Linked DNA regions of Mus musculus: regions 1 and 2 are each linked to region 3. A link is a contact called in public Hi-C and HiChIP or PLAC-seq data. All regions are on one chromosome and are shown on one strand. The core of a region is the stretch at or near the end of the contact, and the rest is flanking DNA. Distances in the headings are between cores, read along the strand shown.

Evidence for each region. A called contact is a pair of places that touch in the nucleus more often than the background predicts. HiChIP or PLAC-seq counts read pairs in DNA pulled down with a chosen protein or histone mark.
Region 1: an H3K4me3 HiChIP or PLAC-seq map of bone marrow-derived macrophages shows a contact between it and region 3, with 4 times the contacts expected there. The contact joins two enhancer-like sites. A contact is called at or near these places in 2 of 484 Hi-C or Micro-C datasets (granulocytes and peritoneal macrophages) and 1 of 115 datasets of contacts at active chromatin or transcription factors (bone marrow-derived macrophages).
Region 2: a contact with region 3 is called in a Hi-C map of bone marrow-derived macrophages, with 33 read pairs. The contact joins two enhancer-like sites. A contact is called at or near these places in 15 of 39 promoter capture datasets (the 3T3-L1 cell line, the HPC-7 cell line, cranial neural crest and 9 more), 6 of 15 datasets of contacts at CTCF or cohesin (CD8 T cells, the NIH/3T3 cell line, embryonic stem cells and 2 more), 39 of 484 Hi-C or Micro-C datasets (the 3T3-L1 cell line, B cells, the THB-7 cell line and 14 more), 18 of 115 datasets of contacts at active chromatin or transcription factors (the HPC-7 cell line, bone marrow-derived macrophages, craniofacial prominence and 10 more) and 3 of 9 other capture datasets (adipose tissue, liver and pancreatic islet).

Annotation. Positions count from the first base shown.
Region 1 is chr12:81,718,571-81,723,093 of GRCm38.p6, forward strand. Map3k9 (mitogen-activated protein kinase kinase kinase 9) reads right to left here. Exons shown (of 11, transcript NM_001174107.1): 11 at 1-3,953. The coding sequence ends at 3,469. Among named protein-coding and RNA genes, the nearest start is that of Map3k9, 60 kb to the right of the region's middle. Within about 2 kb of position 1,316, at least 87 of the 459 cell types and tissues checked have an H3K27ac peak or open chromatin away from gene starts, as enhancers often do. A contact at or near this core is called in bone marrow-derived macrophages and peritoneal macrophages, where this site is marked.
Region 2 is chr12:81,793,728-81,798,633 of GRCm38.p6, forward strand. All of the region lies in intron 5 of Gm30706 (a long non-coding RNA gene), which reads right to left. Among named protein-coding and RNA genes, the nearest start is that of Gm46366, 5.1 kb to the left of the region's middle. Within about 2 kb of position 3,009, at least 2 of the 459 cell types and tissues checked have an H3K27ac peak or open chromatin away from gene starts, as enhancers often do. A contact at or near this core is called in bone marrow-derived macrophages, where this site is marked.
Region 3 is chr12:81,930,455-81,935,081 of GRCm38.p6, forward strand. It overlaps Pcnx (pecanex homolog), which reads left to right. Exons shown (of 36, transcript NM_018814.3): 8 at 3,077-3,261. Among named protein-coding and RNA genes, the nearest start is that of Pcnx, 73 kb to the left of the region's middle. Within about 2 kb of position 3,202, at least 59 of the 459 cell types and tissues checked have an H3K27ac peak or open chromatin away from gene starts, as enhancers often do. A contact at or near this core is called in bone marrow-derived macrophages and peritoneal macrophages, where this site is marked.

The DNA of each region.
Region 1 (4,523 bases), core at 66-2,565, 210 kb before region 3:
ACACCCGTGGTGGAGCACCCCTGGACACTTACATCCGGAGGTGTCCACTCACAGCCACAGCCTTTAGGGCCCATTGTTCTTTACTCTGTTCAGAGCTTGATATTGGTAGGCCCTTGCTTAGCAAGTGGGAGATGCAGCTATGGGGGTTGGGGTGGGGTAGCAGAGGAAAGAAGAGAATGCACAGAAGACATGAACTTCATGAGTTAAGAATGGTCCTTCTCATGGGGCAACAGCATGGAGCCAGGATTGGGTCTAGACACCCTGCAAAGTCTTGTGTCCCTGAGCAACAGCCTGAGGGTAAAGGGATTCTATTAGGAGTATTACCCTTTGTCACATGATGTTCCATGCCTAGGGACCCTTTTCCTAACAATTATTCCAGAACTGACCTGATTTCGATTCCTAGCAAGTTATGACCCTAGGGATGATCCTCAAAAACCAGAGGCCACCCAGCCCCCGTTTCCTCAGTAAGACACCAATGGTAAGGACATCCAGCTGACCAGGTTAAGTGGGGGAGGGAGTTAGGAAATGATCATGTAGTCACCTGGGCTACATGAAGTGGTGGGAGAGCATGCGCCTGGCCTGGGTGCCCATTAATCATGTTCAACCAATTCCACATCACTCATCTTCCAGAAGCCAAAGGATAAAACTAAGGCAAGATGCCCTGAGGCAAAGATGGTGAGCCATGCTGTCAGCTTCAGCACATTCATCGTGCAGGGGAAGGAGCTGGCCCTCGAGCTGGCAGGGAGCCACAATGTCTCAATGCCCTTGCAAGGGAAGTGTATGATAAAGGCTTTTAGAAGGAAACCTGAGAGGGATCAAGACACAGGACAAGAGTCATGCAAGAAAAGAGGAACCGAGGAGGCGGGCCGGGCTCAGAGCTCTGGCCAGACACAACCATCCAAACAGCATCTGTCTGTCTGTCTGTCTTCCTGTTTTTGAGACAAGTGTATTGAATGTGAGGAAAATAATGTCACTTTTCTTTTAAGGTCAGAAGGGAAAACATCCCTGTTCTGAGTTGTTCAAATGTAGGTGATCGTTATTATGATGCCTACAAGGTCACAGGGATGTCAAAGAACACCACGTGAAGAGCATCCACGACAGCTTCCCGGAAATAGCTGGAAGTGGCGATGGAGGCATCTCCTCAGTTCCCAGCAACAGCCTGGGTCTCTAAGGATAAGCACTGGCAAGTGAAGGCATGAGAAGACTCACAGAAAAGAGCAGTATCCAATCCTGCTAGCAGCCTGAAGGTAGCGGACACATGTTCCGAGCAGACAGCCATGTCTTTGAGGAAAGGGAAGTGAAAGGGGGAAGCTACTGTCACTTAAGTGGGTATATTCACAGCTACCAAGCCTCGTCCTAACCATGACCACAGATATGGGAACCTATGTCACACAAATGGTAACTTCTTAACACTTGCCCCATCTCTAGGCTCGCTCGCACGGAAGAGTGGCAGGCAGTGGGCCAGCACTGCACAGGTTTGTCGGAGCTCAACAAGACCCCTCCCCCCACACTAACCCACGCTAACTCACTGCAGCAGTATACATGTCTCTCAGGTACGATCATCTCTTTAGCAAGGCCTTCCTCTGTCGGAATGTTGGGTGGAGATGGGCTAGATCCCACCTGTCACTCAATGGCCTGTAGCAGCCACTCAGTGTACACTGCATCTGTAACTATGCCTTTCCTGGAGAGATGGCTACAGTCAAGCCCTGCTTGGGGCTGGAGCACAGGCTGGAGCCAGCTGCAGCCTACCCTAAAGCTTTAATGCAGGCAAGGTGTGCAGATGGAGCAGTGGAGCATCATCACTGGGTTGGCTGGGACAATGGGGTTCACGAGCTCCCCTCTTCAATCTGAGGGGTTAGAGTATGGGGGGCAAAGTTAACCTCTTCCATTCTCACTTCACAGAACCAAGAGGGAAGATCAGATATTATAGCAAAACTCTGGCTGACATGGTCAGCACCGATCCCCTGTCTGAAACTGGGGGTGCAGGGTGGAGACAAAGGGCAAATGAACTCATAAAGAACTTGTGGGAACCAACGTCATCTCATATGTTCTTCACAGAGAAACAGCACTGATGAAATCTGTCACCTGCACCATGAGTACCGACCGCTCTAACCCTCTGGGCATCCAGGCGGCAAACACAAGAGAGCCAGTAGACAGACTCCAACACCACTGGGGACTGTAACCTCAACCAAGTTGTTACTGTCACCCACAACACCGGGGGCTCAGAGGGAATGGACAGCAAAGAAAATGGGTGAAAACACTTTGAAGCTCCATATTCAAGTTTAAGAAACAAATATTAAATACGTCAGCACTAGCCTCTCTGGTCTCTTGCTACCCAGCTCATGGTGCAGGACCCAACACAAAGGCTCTCTGTGTATAGAGACAGAGATGGTGTGAGCGCCTCAGGAACTGTATCATGCTACTGCCTCACGGCACCCAAACATTACTAAGGGTTCCGTTTACTTCAGGGACATCACAAAATGGACAGTCCAATGAAGAAATCCCCATAGTTCCATACCTCATGGTCCAGGACCCAGCCCCATATGCTATTGACATAATTCAGGTGTCTCTGCGAATCACATATGACCTAAAGCCCAGGAACCGGAGGGAGGAATGGAAGCTCAACAAGACAGAGAAATGCAGGCATTGTTCCTGACTTCAGAACTGGGGTCAGTGAGTGTGTCTTTCAAACAGATAGTCCTGAGATGAATCTGCTTATATTCAAATCTGGTGTAAGCATGATCTGAACCCACGCCACGCCATAGGTGCTGATTTCTGCCTTTGTTTCTAAAACTTAAACCCAAACCAAACCAAGGCCTGACTCTACCTCCCCACGCAGCCTGACTAAACCGTTCCTGACTGCCTCCTCTCCTCTCCTCCTCCTCTGAACTCTCAGTTCCCACTGAGATTTGCACAGGTAGGCAGTACCTGATCTGTCAAGCCCTCTGGCCTTCATAAGGCCAGCCTATCCCCATCAGCTGGCACGGGACGACTTAGGACACGAGACACTCATCAAATACCAAAGGTGACACTGAGTTGTGGGAAGAGTGGACGATAAGTCAGATCACAGAACATCAGTACAGATGTGTGAACAGGTAGGACTCAGGGCTGACAAAGGGAACCCAGGACAGCTATGGCTGGCTGAGGAGGAGAGGCAGTAGACGGATTTGGCTGAATGACTCTGTAGTGTCACCCTAAAAGGAAAGGAAGACCGGAGGGTGGGGACATATGTGCACACCCCTCTCTATACAGTCAGAGCTGACACAGCCCCTCTAGTGAACATGGAGAAAAAATCCTGCAGGGCAGGAGACCCTCCGAAGTGGCCCTGCTCCCACCCCTTCCATCTTCAAAGTGCATTCTCAGTGCAAGGAGGAGGTCTGGATCCCAGGGGGCCTGAGACCGGGCTGTGCCAGCCAGCTCCCTCGGCCTCCTCCGTCTTCTCCCTTGCCCACCCTGGCCTTTTTTATACTAAGACCAGAACTCCTGTTGGATCTCATATGGGGAAGGCCCGTGTGCATTCAGCTCAGCTCTGCATAGGGGCACAGTGCTATCCTGGCTCTGCCCCTCAGCATCCAGGTCCAAAAGTGTCCGTTCAGCAGGGAGCAGTGGTCCTGCCTGTAAAGGGAGCAGGGCTGGAAGTCCAGGCCGCTCTTCCACAGTGCTGCTGCTGCTGGCAAAGCAGGAGTCCAGGTTGCTGGGTGTTTCTGTGCTGGAGCTGTTAGCTGGGGAGGCGCTGCGGGCATGGCTGGGAGACACAAACCACCAAGGGTCCAGTCGCTGCCGGTTGGCAGAAGGACGCGGTCGAGGCAGAAACTCCAGGGTCTTGGGTCTCTCTAAGGTAGAGTCTCGCTGGGTGTTCCAGCGCCTTGGAGTTGGGGGAAAGACCACATTGGGGTCAGGGAGACGGGGAAATTCACCTGGGTCTCGGCTGGGACTGGGAGTTTTCAACATGCCTGGTCAGAGAGACAATGGGAAAGACATCAGATGATGGCACCATTATTTCCAGCTGAGACACGACCTTCCCCATACTTCCATATGCCTAGGCACGTGGGACAAATGTTTACAGAACTCACACTGTGTCAAGTAGTGTGCAGGGAGGTGCTGGGGATATAGCAGTGAATAGAAACAAAGTGGCCTTGGGTGAAGTAATAGTAACTAATTTAAAGCAGATGTTGGGAAAGGATCCTTAAGGTGGTCCCTTATGTTTGTAAATAAAGTTTTACTGAGACACATTTTTGATACACTCTGTAGCTGCTTTGTATCTCCAGCAGTATAGCTGAGTAGTTAGAGAGAAGAGAGACAGAGACAGACAAACACAGATACACAGAGAGAGACACACACAGGGGGGAGAGAGAGAGAGAGAGAGAGAGAGAAGGGAGGGAGGGAGGGAAGGAGGGAGGGGAGGGGAGGGGAGGGGAGGAAGAAAGAAAGGGAGGAAGGAAGGAAGGAAGGAAGGAAGGAAGGAAGGAAGAAAGAAAGAAAGAAAGAAAGAAAGAAAGAAAGAAAGAAAGAAAGAAAGAAAG
Region 2 (4,906 bases), core at 1,759-4,258, 140 kb before region 3:
GCAGAGACTGTAGCAGAGAGATCCAGGGGCAAAGGTGAGAGATGGTCTCTTCCCCACCCCCCCAAATTCCAAGTGAACAGGAGAGAGGGGGTTTAAAAGAAAAGTAGAACCTAAGGGGTGAAATAAGACTGACCTAGAAGGGAAGACTTGTCCTAGCTGGACACAGTGTGTACCCCTCTAATCCCAGTGTCCGAGGCTTGACTCAGGGAATTTGAGGCCAGCCTGGGCAACATAGTGCCCAGTCACATTCACTAATTGAATACCTGCTTTCCCACTCCTTGAGGTTACTCCAAGAATCAGATGAAAGAAAGGATACATACTTGTATGTAAAGCTCTATACAGGTGTAAGCAAATACTATCCCCTTACTCGGCTGAATCTCTTTACAAAGAAAAAAGCTCCCACAACTGAATCTACAAGGTAACAGAAGTACCTCCCACCGGGTGTCATCTTGGCCACGTGGTTGACTGAGCTGAGTGCTGGGGGTTGGGGGGAGGGATTCTGAGTGCAGAATCAAACTGAACCCCTTGGGGGTCCTTGTTCTGGGTTTGGAACAGGATGGAGGGAATCCAGTCTCGGTCTGGGTGGGATGAAATTTTTTAAATTAATTAATTAATTAAAAAATGCCAGGCAGCCACATCAGGAGAAAGATGGAGCTCAGGAAGGTTCAGAGAGGAAGAGAAACAGGAAGCACACACAGATTTCCCGGATCTGCCTCATGTCTGCCCCTGCCTGCTACCAACAATATCCCCAAAGAGGCTATCTTTTGCTCAGGGTAGCTGGGGTGTGCTTCGTGCAGTCCTAACAGAAGGTTTGTAATCAGTTTCTAAACAAACACGTTGAAGCTTACATGGAGCTCATGCTAAGAGCTGTGCTACTCAGTCAAAGACTATCATTGCTGCCATCTGTGTCTAAGCCTTCCGTGAAGAAGAGATAGATTCACTCTCAGTGGTATAAGCTAGTCGCTGGGTGTTAGCCTTCTGGCCAGCTTGTTCTCAAGATTCCCCAAACCACCCAGTTTTGCCCTGGGAGACTCTTGGCTGACACTTGAAGCTGTAACTTGTGAGCATCCCTGAGAACTTCTGTTGCCTTACATATGATGTTGCTGCTCCGTTCATCAGCGGGGTAACAGCCACTCCCACCGTACACACTTTGGGGAGCTCCCTCATCCTTTTCTGTGTTCTTCAGGCAATGTCCCCACCCTAAGCATTGTCGATGTAAGACTCATACTGGTCTGGGATGGAGAGATGGCTCAATGGTTAGGAGCACTTGCTGATCTTCCAGAGGACCTAGGTTCTATTCCTGGCACCCACATTGTGGCTCACCGCTGTTGTTAGCATTGGTTCTGGGGGACCCGATTACAGGGGTCTTTGTGACCTTAACCGGCTGCAGAGATATGAGCTGCCAGAAACAAGAAGTCAGTTTGGCTTACCATGACTCATATGACTCAGTCGCTGATGTTGGTTTAAACTGGAGTTAGATTCCACGTGGTTTACTTTAAACATATTTAAACACAGCACATTTGGTGAAAACTATTTTCGTGATCATTAACTCAATCCTATGTGTACAACAAACCACACACAAATCTCCTTCAGGAACAAAACAAGCTAAATACAGATCAGATATGAAACCCTTTGTACAGTCCATAAAGACAGGTTCTATAGGTTGACTGGGAAAAACAATTTTACAATAAGGGTCTAGGGGAGTGATCCAGTGCCAGAAAAGTCACAGATAGCGCAAAGGTCACTAGGTCAGAAACCATGTCCATTTCTAGCCTTCTGGGCAGATAACAGGCACTACACTCCTTCTTTTGGAGGAACAACCCTGCGTGCTTAACATCCTGGGTTTCTCTGGTGTTTAAAAGACAGCCATACTTCCTATCTCACCCCCTTTTGAGTTTTTAAAGAGAATTTTGTGGCTGTAATAGCATAAGCCAAGCTTGACTGCATAGCCTGCAGAATTGGTCTAACAAAGCCATAGGACTAGCCAGCAGAGGACCAAGAAAAGGGAGAGCCACCTTAATCGAGATGGCCTTCAAAGGTCACTTGAGAGATTGTGTCTTTCTCTTTATGCAGATCATCAATGTGAATATGAGCAGTATCTTGACACATTAAAACAACACATTCCAGAAAGGAAAGTATTTGGATTCTGTACAATCTGAGAATTAGCCTATAATATAGTCAATAAACATAGCATCATCATTTTGGGGGTCAGTAGCATTGGGTCCTTGTCTCTCCAAGGTCTCAGCTTGATGAATTAAAGTCTCGATGCCTCCCCCAAGTCATCAACTTCTTCTTCCTCTTGGGATGCCTCCTCTTGGTGTGCTTGTTATCTTTCTTCAGATGCTTCATGTGTCCAGTGTCTCTGGGATGCTGTCTTAGTCATGGGAGCAGACATCATCTGGGACTTCTTTCATTTTCTGAAAAGACTCGAGCGTAACCCTGCCCTGATGGTAGAGGAACTTGGGGCCCTTTCCACTGATTGGTTCCTAGATATTTCATTTAACATATACTGTGTCCATGTCTGTGCCTCCACTTTTGGGTAGTGGAGAAAGCATTATCCTTTAAAGTAAAAAAAAAATTTTTTTAAAAACCATGGCTTAAATTTTAAATGCCCATAGCACTAGGCATTTAAGGTGAAGATATAGTCCCCAATTTTATTTTTAAAATTTGTTGTTTAAGTAGTTAACGCTGTCATTCCACAATAGCTTTGACACTGTGAGTTGAAAGGGGTTCCGGCAACATGATTAATATTTTATACATTGTAAAAGTTGTTTGCTAATATAAGCAGGAGCGTTACCAGTTTTTAGTTGCAATGGATGTCCAGGAAAGGGAAAGGTATATAATAAATAATGACAGCATCCGAGATCGTTCTGCAGACAGAAGCAACAATCGTATTCTTTCCAAGTATCAACTGTTACAGGAGCATAATGTCAAAATTCAGAGATTTGAGTAGTATCTGTTTGCCCCAGTGGCATTAGAGTTTAACGCGCAAGGATTAGTTCCTCCAGCAGGGGGCAGTGGTGGTCAAGGAACACAGAGGGCAGGCACGCTTGTTCATGAGGTAGAGAACTACACTTGTAATAATTTTGCATTTTGATGAAGAAATTCATGAGTCTTTTAAGCAGCCTGAAATGAAAGTATTAGAGGTGAGGAGGAGGCCAGGGCATCTGCTTGAGCACTAGCGAATGTTACCAGGTCTGGCATATGAGAATGCATGTGAATGTGAGTTATGAAAAAATGCTGACTCCAAACACTGACACCATTGCATACACTAGCAAGATTGTGATGATAGGACCCTGATATAGCTGTCTCTAGTGAGACTATGCCAGGGCCTAGCAAACACAGAAATGGATGCTCACAGTCAGCTATTGGATGGATCACAGGGCCCCCAATGGAGGAGCTAGAGAAAATACCCAAGGAACTAAAGGGGTCTGCAACCCTATAGGTGGAACAACATTATGAACTTAACCAGTACCCGGAGCTCTTGACTCTAGCTGCATATGTATCAAAAGATGGCCTAGTCGGCCATCACTGGAAAGAGAGGCCCATTGGACTTGCAAACTTTATATGCCCCAGTACAGGGGAACGCCAGGGCCAAAAAGTGGGAGTGGGTGGGTAGGGGAGTGCGGGGGAGGGTATGGGAGACTTTTGGGATAGCATTGGAAATGTAAATGAGGAAAATACCTAATAAAAAAAAAAAAGAAAGAAAGAAAGAAGAAGAAAAAGAAAAGAAAAGAAAAAATGCTGAGGTGGTTGTTGTATAGGCGCCCATAGGGACAGAACTAACTGTGCACTAGCATTGGTGGTGGGATTAAGTTTAAGTCTTGAAGTGCTAGGATTTAAGACGTGCACCACTACTGCCTGGCTTAGTCTTACAGTTTCTAAAACAGAAACAATTTGAGCACCAATGGAGAGTGTGCTAAAATATCCAATGCAGAGAAACATCAAATAAAAGTTGGTTGGCTGCAGCAAGTTCAGACTGTTGAGCTGCACAACCAGGGCTGGGTGTATGCGGAGGGTGTGGAACTTGTATATAAGACATAAGCTCCCGTGCTTTTGAAGAGCCATTTTTAACAGTGATCTCTATAGGATCTCTAGATGTAATTTTAAGGAACACCCATGGGGTATCTTAAACAATTCTTAAAGGGATCTTTAGGATAACTAATACTTATAGATCCCAAGTAACATGTGATTGCTACCTGCCAATTGTGATCATCGTGGAACAAAATAATCAGCCAGAATTCTATTTAATGGCACAGTGATTTCTGTAGGCTCTCTACTAACAAGTGGCACAAGTTGCTGTGATGGCTCATATATGCTTGGCCCAGGGAGTGCCACTATTAGGAGGTGTGACCTTGTTGGAGTAGATGTGTCACTGTGGACATGGGCTTTAAGAACACATCCAATTGACATGGCCCAAAATCTTTTCTAAGTATTTGAGGGTACATTGCTTCGGAAAATTTAGACTGAGAGGGGATAATGGCAAATTTGTTGTTGAGTGAGAATATATTTTAAATAATTATATGGTGACCACTTTGTATCTTATCTGGAGTTAAGTTTAAATTTTCTTCTTCTTCTTCTTCTCCTTCTTCTTCTTCTTCTTCTTCTTCTTCTTCTTCTTCTTCTTCTTCTTCTTCTTCTCCTCTTTCTTCTTCCTCCTCCCCCTCCCCCTCCTCCTCCTCCTCCTCTTCCTTCTTCTTCTTCTTTTTCAAGACAAGTTTTCTCTGTATAGCCCTGGCTGTCCTGGAACTCACTCTGTAAACCAGGCTGGCCTCGAACTCAGAAATCTGCCTGCCTCTGCCTCCCAAGTGCTGGGATTAAAGGTGTATGCCACCCTTGCCCAGTCTTCTTTTTTTAAAGATTTATTTATTTTATGTATAGAAGTATACTGTTGCTCTCTTCAGAC
Region 3 (4,627 bases), core at 1,952-4,451:
GGGCAATCATAAACTATATTAAAGCGCTAAAAAGTATGATTGTTTATTTCTGAATTTTTCAACTTAATGTTTTCAGATTGATGTTGACTGTAGGTAAAAAGGATCAAAGAAAGCAAAACTTCAGAAAAAGAGACCATAATAGGTTATTGTAAACATTGGTAACTTAACTGCCCCAAAAGGCATGTGATAAAATATACATGTATGAGAATTAGGATTAAATGAGCAACTTTCTTACAAAGAGAGTTTGGATGCTTATTTAAATCTTATTATAATAAGCTCCTTAAGAATTATTTAAAAATTTTTAATTAAGTTAGCTTTGTAGGTAGGTTATACAGGCCCTAGTTAATTCTTCTTAGTGACTAGAGCTAAAGTAAAGACAAATATTTAAAATTCCTTATAATATAAAGAGTTTGATATTTATTACCCGAAGTCATAGTTTTTGAGTCCTTGGTAGATTGGGATAGAAGGAAATCATCTTACTTTGGTAAAGAGCAAGTGATTTTAGGTATCTTTACCTTCTTAAAGTATGAGATGAAAAGGTCTGTAATAAAATGAGGTCACAGTCATTTTTGAGAACATGTGGTTAGAAATCTATGAGGTCATTTTGTGTTCAGATGAATTCATCATTTTTTTTATATATATACTCAGGACATTTTTTTCCTCTGGAACCTGTATATTCTTTGGCATACTGGAATAATACTCTTAGGACTTACATTTTAGTTGGAGAGATACTAAGGTAACTGACAATGTGAGGTAGAATTGCCAGGCACCATTTTGGTGTATAGAGGAGGAGATGGCCAAGACCAGCTGTATGTCTGTCATTTAAATTGGGAATGTTTGTCAGTGTGCTTACTTTCCAGCCCATAATGACAGACTTAGATTTCCTTTTACTGTGTGATAAAATATTTACTACTCTGAAAAGAAAGAAAGAAAGAAAGGAAGGAAGGAAGGAAGGAAGAAAGAAAGAGAGAAAGGAAAGAAAGAAAGGAAAGGAAAAAGGAAAGAAGAAAGAAAAATTATATTCACACCATACTCATGCCTGTTAAACTAGTTAGTATCCCCTTTGGGGATGTGATTATTGGCCATTTGTGCTAAAAAGCCAGCTTTTCCTGTTGCTGATGAAGGTTTTGAAAGCAGGAAGTAAGGAGTATAATGTTTATTACTGTCTTTAGGTCTTTAAGACTCCATAGCTAGAGTAATAGATTTTGACTAATTTCCTTCATTTATTTGGGAGTTGACTTCCATGCACTGCTTAATATTTTGAAAACATTGAGTATATTTGGATAGACATTGTGCATTGGTAGTTTGATGACTAGGATATTCTCTCTCAGATCTGTTCACATTAAAATATGATCTTTCTTATGACTTTAAGTGAAAAAAAACTGATAGAAAATTTTTGAGTACAAATTTTCTGGTTGAGTTCATTTTGATGAGGCTCATGGATAAGTTTAGATTGCTTCTGATGAAGAGGGACACATCAGTCATATATGGAAAATAAAAGCTATTTAATTAACAAGATCGTCTTTTTTTCTTCTTTAAATTTGTAGTGCTGGAGGTGCCCCCGTGGCTTAACACGTCGGCAAAGGCTCTGCCACTGAGCTGCGTTACCAGGCTCTTGTGACCCTCCCTTGACTAGTAGCTGCTGGGAAAATACTCGAAGGAAACTGCTAAGTGGCTAATGCCAGTGTGAACAAGAACCAGAACGCGCAGGCTCGCTTCTTAGAACGTGCGCTTGACAGTGGCTGAGTCAGACCTTCAGAGTACATGCTAATGTCTGCCTGTCGTGGCAGGATTAATGTTCTGTAACGCATGCTGTCCTCCTGTATGGCAAGCAGCCAGTATTAGCAACTGACCACTTTGGTGGCTCCTACCTGTAATTGAAATACAGTTGGCACGAGTGATATCAGAGTAGTTGCTGCAGCCACAGCTTAGCCTGCACATCACTGTCAGTCAGCAGTGTCTAGGCTTTGATTGCAGTGGATTCAAGGGTCAGAGTCTTAGTAGAAAATAATATCATAGAAATGGTAAGCTAAGCAAGGCCACCCTGGGCAGCGTTCTTCTTTTTCTAGTGCCTGGTTATGTTAGTGACAGTGTCTGGAACTGCTCGGAGTACAGTCACATTCACAGAGTGAAACATCGCTGGGGCATCGTGTGTACAATGCTGTATGACAGTTAAAACATTTCAGGAATTACATCAGCTTAAATTAGGGTAAAGCTTATATAAATAATGTTAATGAAATTTATAGTATCTTAAGTATAAAAGAAAATGAGTAAATAATATAGGAAAATTAGTTTTATAAATGATAAAAAGAAATTTATATTAACAAATACTAATTTTTAAACTTTATAAAACTATTAGAATATCTTTGGGAAATTAAGGTTTCCCAGTTGTTAAGATTTTCTAAAATAATGGATTGCTTTTAATGAGATTACAATATGGGCTGGAAAAGAATGTAACAGTGATGAGAACATGTTTTTTATGTATGTTTTGTATGTAACACATGTAGCCTTATTTCAGAATATAGAAACTATTATAAATAGTACTTTATAAAGTCGTGTTTCACTCAGTTGAGTCATGTTTTTTGGTTCTTTTGCAGTAGATTGTGTTATTTTTTTTTTTGTATTTTGGTTGCATTTGATAGAGATTCTTTGTTTTTCGCGTGTGTAGGAACTGTTTTATTGTGTATCTGAATCTGAGATCTTAGAACATTAGAGGGAAAGCAGCAAATTATTACAAGGTAAAATTTACCTGTCGGAGCCCAGCACCGAGCCACCTCACTTGAGCACACTCCGGACTCCTTGCTCTCTTCTTCACTCTAGAATCTAGTCGGGTTGAGCTGGAAGAAAGTTGCAGATTGGCAGTTAACCTCCCTATTGAGTACACACTGCTTTCCTCTATGAGTCGGATGGGTAAGGACGAGAGCAAGTGTAAACTGTGACTGTACGAAGCTCCATGGCGGCTCCTGGGCGATTTGAAAGTGTCATTTTGAAATCTGTGATCTGTATTGCTTTCACTCTAGCTGTTGTTTTCTCTTTTCTTCCCTGTAATGTCTCCCCACTCCATGTTCTCTCCTAGCCTTCAAGATGGTCAGCAAGGCCAGCAGTCCACAGCCCAGGTCAAGGTCCAGTCCCGCCCCCCATCCCAGGCTGCAGTGCTCAGTGCTAGTGCCTCCTTGCTGGTGAGAAAAGGGAGTGTCCACTTAGAAGCCTCACATGACCATGCATCTGCCGTAGGCGGTAGCAGTTTGCACGATGAACTTGGTATGCAGGCCTGATGTAATCTCTGTGGTTGGAAACTTGTAATTGACAGTCAGTGGGTAAGAGTGATTGCGGTCCTTTCCTGAGATGGCTTTCTATTGGAGCTATGCATCAGGCACTGTTTATTGGGTTTGTTTGCCGAGTTTAAGAGAATGACTTACTTTTTCTTTCTGTATTTCTCTTTCTTTTCATTGTACTTTTTATTTTGAGCATATCTACTACTAATAGGCAGCTAATGTGCTAATAACTGTTCCTTATAACTAATATTCTCTTATAATAATTTGGATGTTTCTATTATTCCCAGAAATACCATGTGGAAAAATACGAATTTTAGGTGGTTTTTGAGACAACCTTAATTTTTAAAAATTATTTGAATATGTGATACACAGGAAAGCTCTCTAATACGTTTATTGCTCTGAAGTATCCTGCATTTTGCAGTATGTCCATCTCTTGTCATAGGATTTATTATAATCCTAAGTGTAATGTCCTCAGGACAGCATGGCTCTTCTTGTGACTGATAACTATAAAATATTTCATTATCTATTAAGATATCTGTAAATATACTCATAAATTATGTAAGTTAATTTTTGGAAATGCAGCATATTTTAAATTCTCAGTTGTAGCAAATTTACCCTAAGACATACTTTGTGCATTAGCATATTATGCTACTTCAGAACCTATTTCTTTATGCAGAGGTGTGTGTGTGTGTGTGTGTGTGTGTGTACATGCATGTGCGCTAGTGTACTCACCCACCATGTGCATATGTACATATCTGTAGAAGCCAGAGGAAGATACTAGGTGGCTTACTTTTCAAGGCAGAGTCTCCCACTGAACTGCTGCTGATGTGCCATAATGGACGGCCAGGGAATTCCAGGGACCCAGGTTCCCTCCTCAGCTCGGTGTTGTCTGTGTGGACCCAACCTGGCTTTTCTCTTGGGCACTGAGGATCCAGAGCCCAGTCCTCAGCCTGGTCAGTGAAGCTCTGACTGAAGCCAGGCTCCCAGCCCATGCGCTCAGGTTCCTGTTTCTCTGTGTGACCCAAGTTTCCGGTGCTCACATTCACAGTGGTTTAAGTTAATAAAGAAAGTCTTGTTCTTAAGTAAGACTCACTTGAAAGCCTTTATTCATTCTGATCTTATCGAGCCCTATTACATGGGATTTTCTTTATAAAGGTGACTATCCAGTTCATGTGTCAGTTGGAGGACTATATGGCAATAAGGAGTCAAAATTAGGTTTACTAAAACTTGATATGCTATTTACTCATTGACTTCCTTTCCATTTTGCAAAACTTGGGACCATGGAGTGGTGTTAACAGATAGGTAAGCGTGAACTGCAGAACTTCAGAAACTGCAGAATGACCATGTGAGAG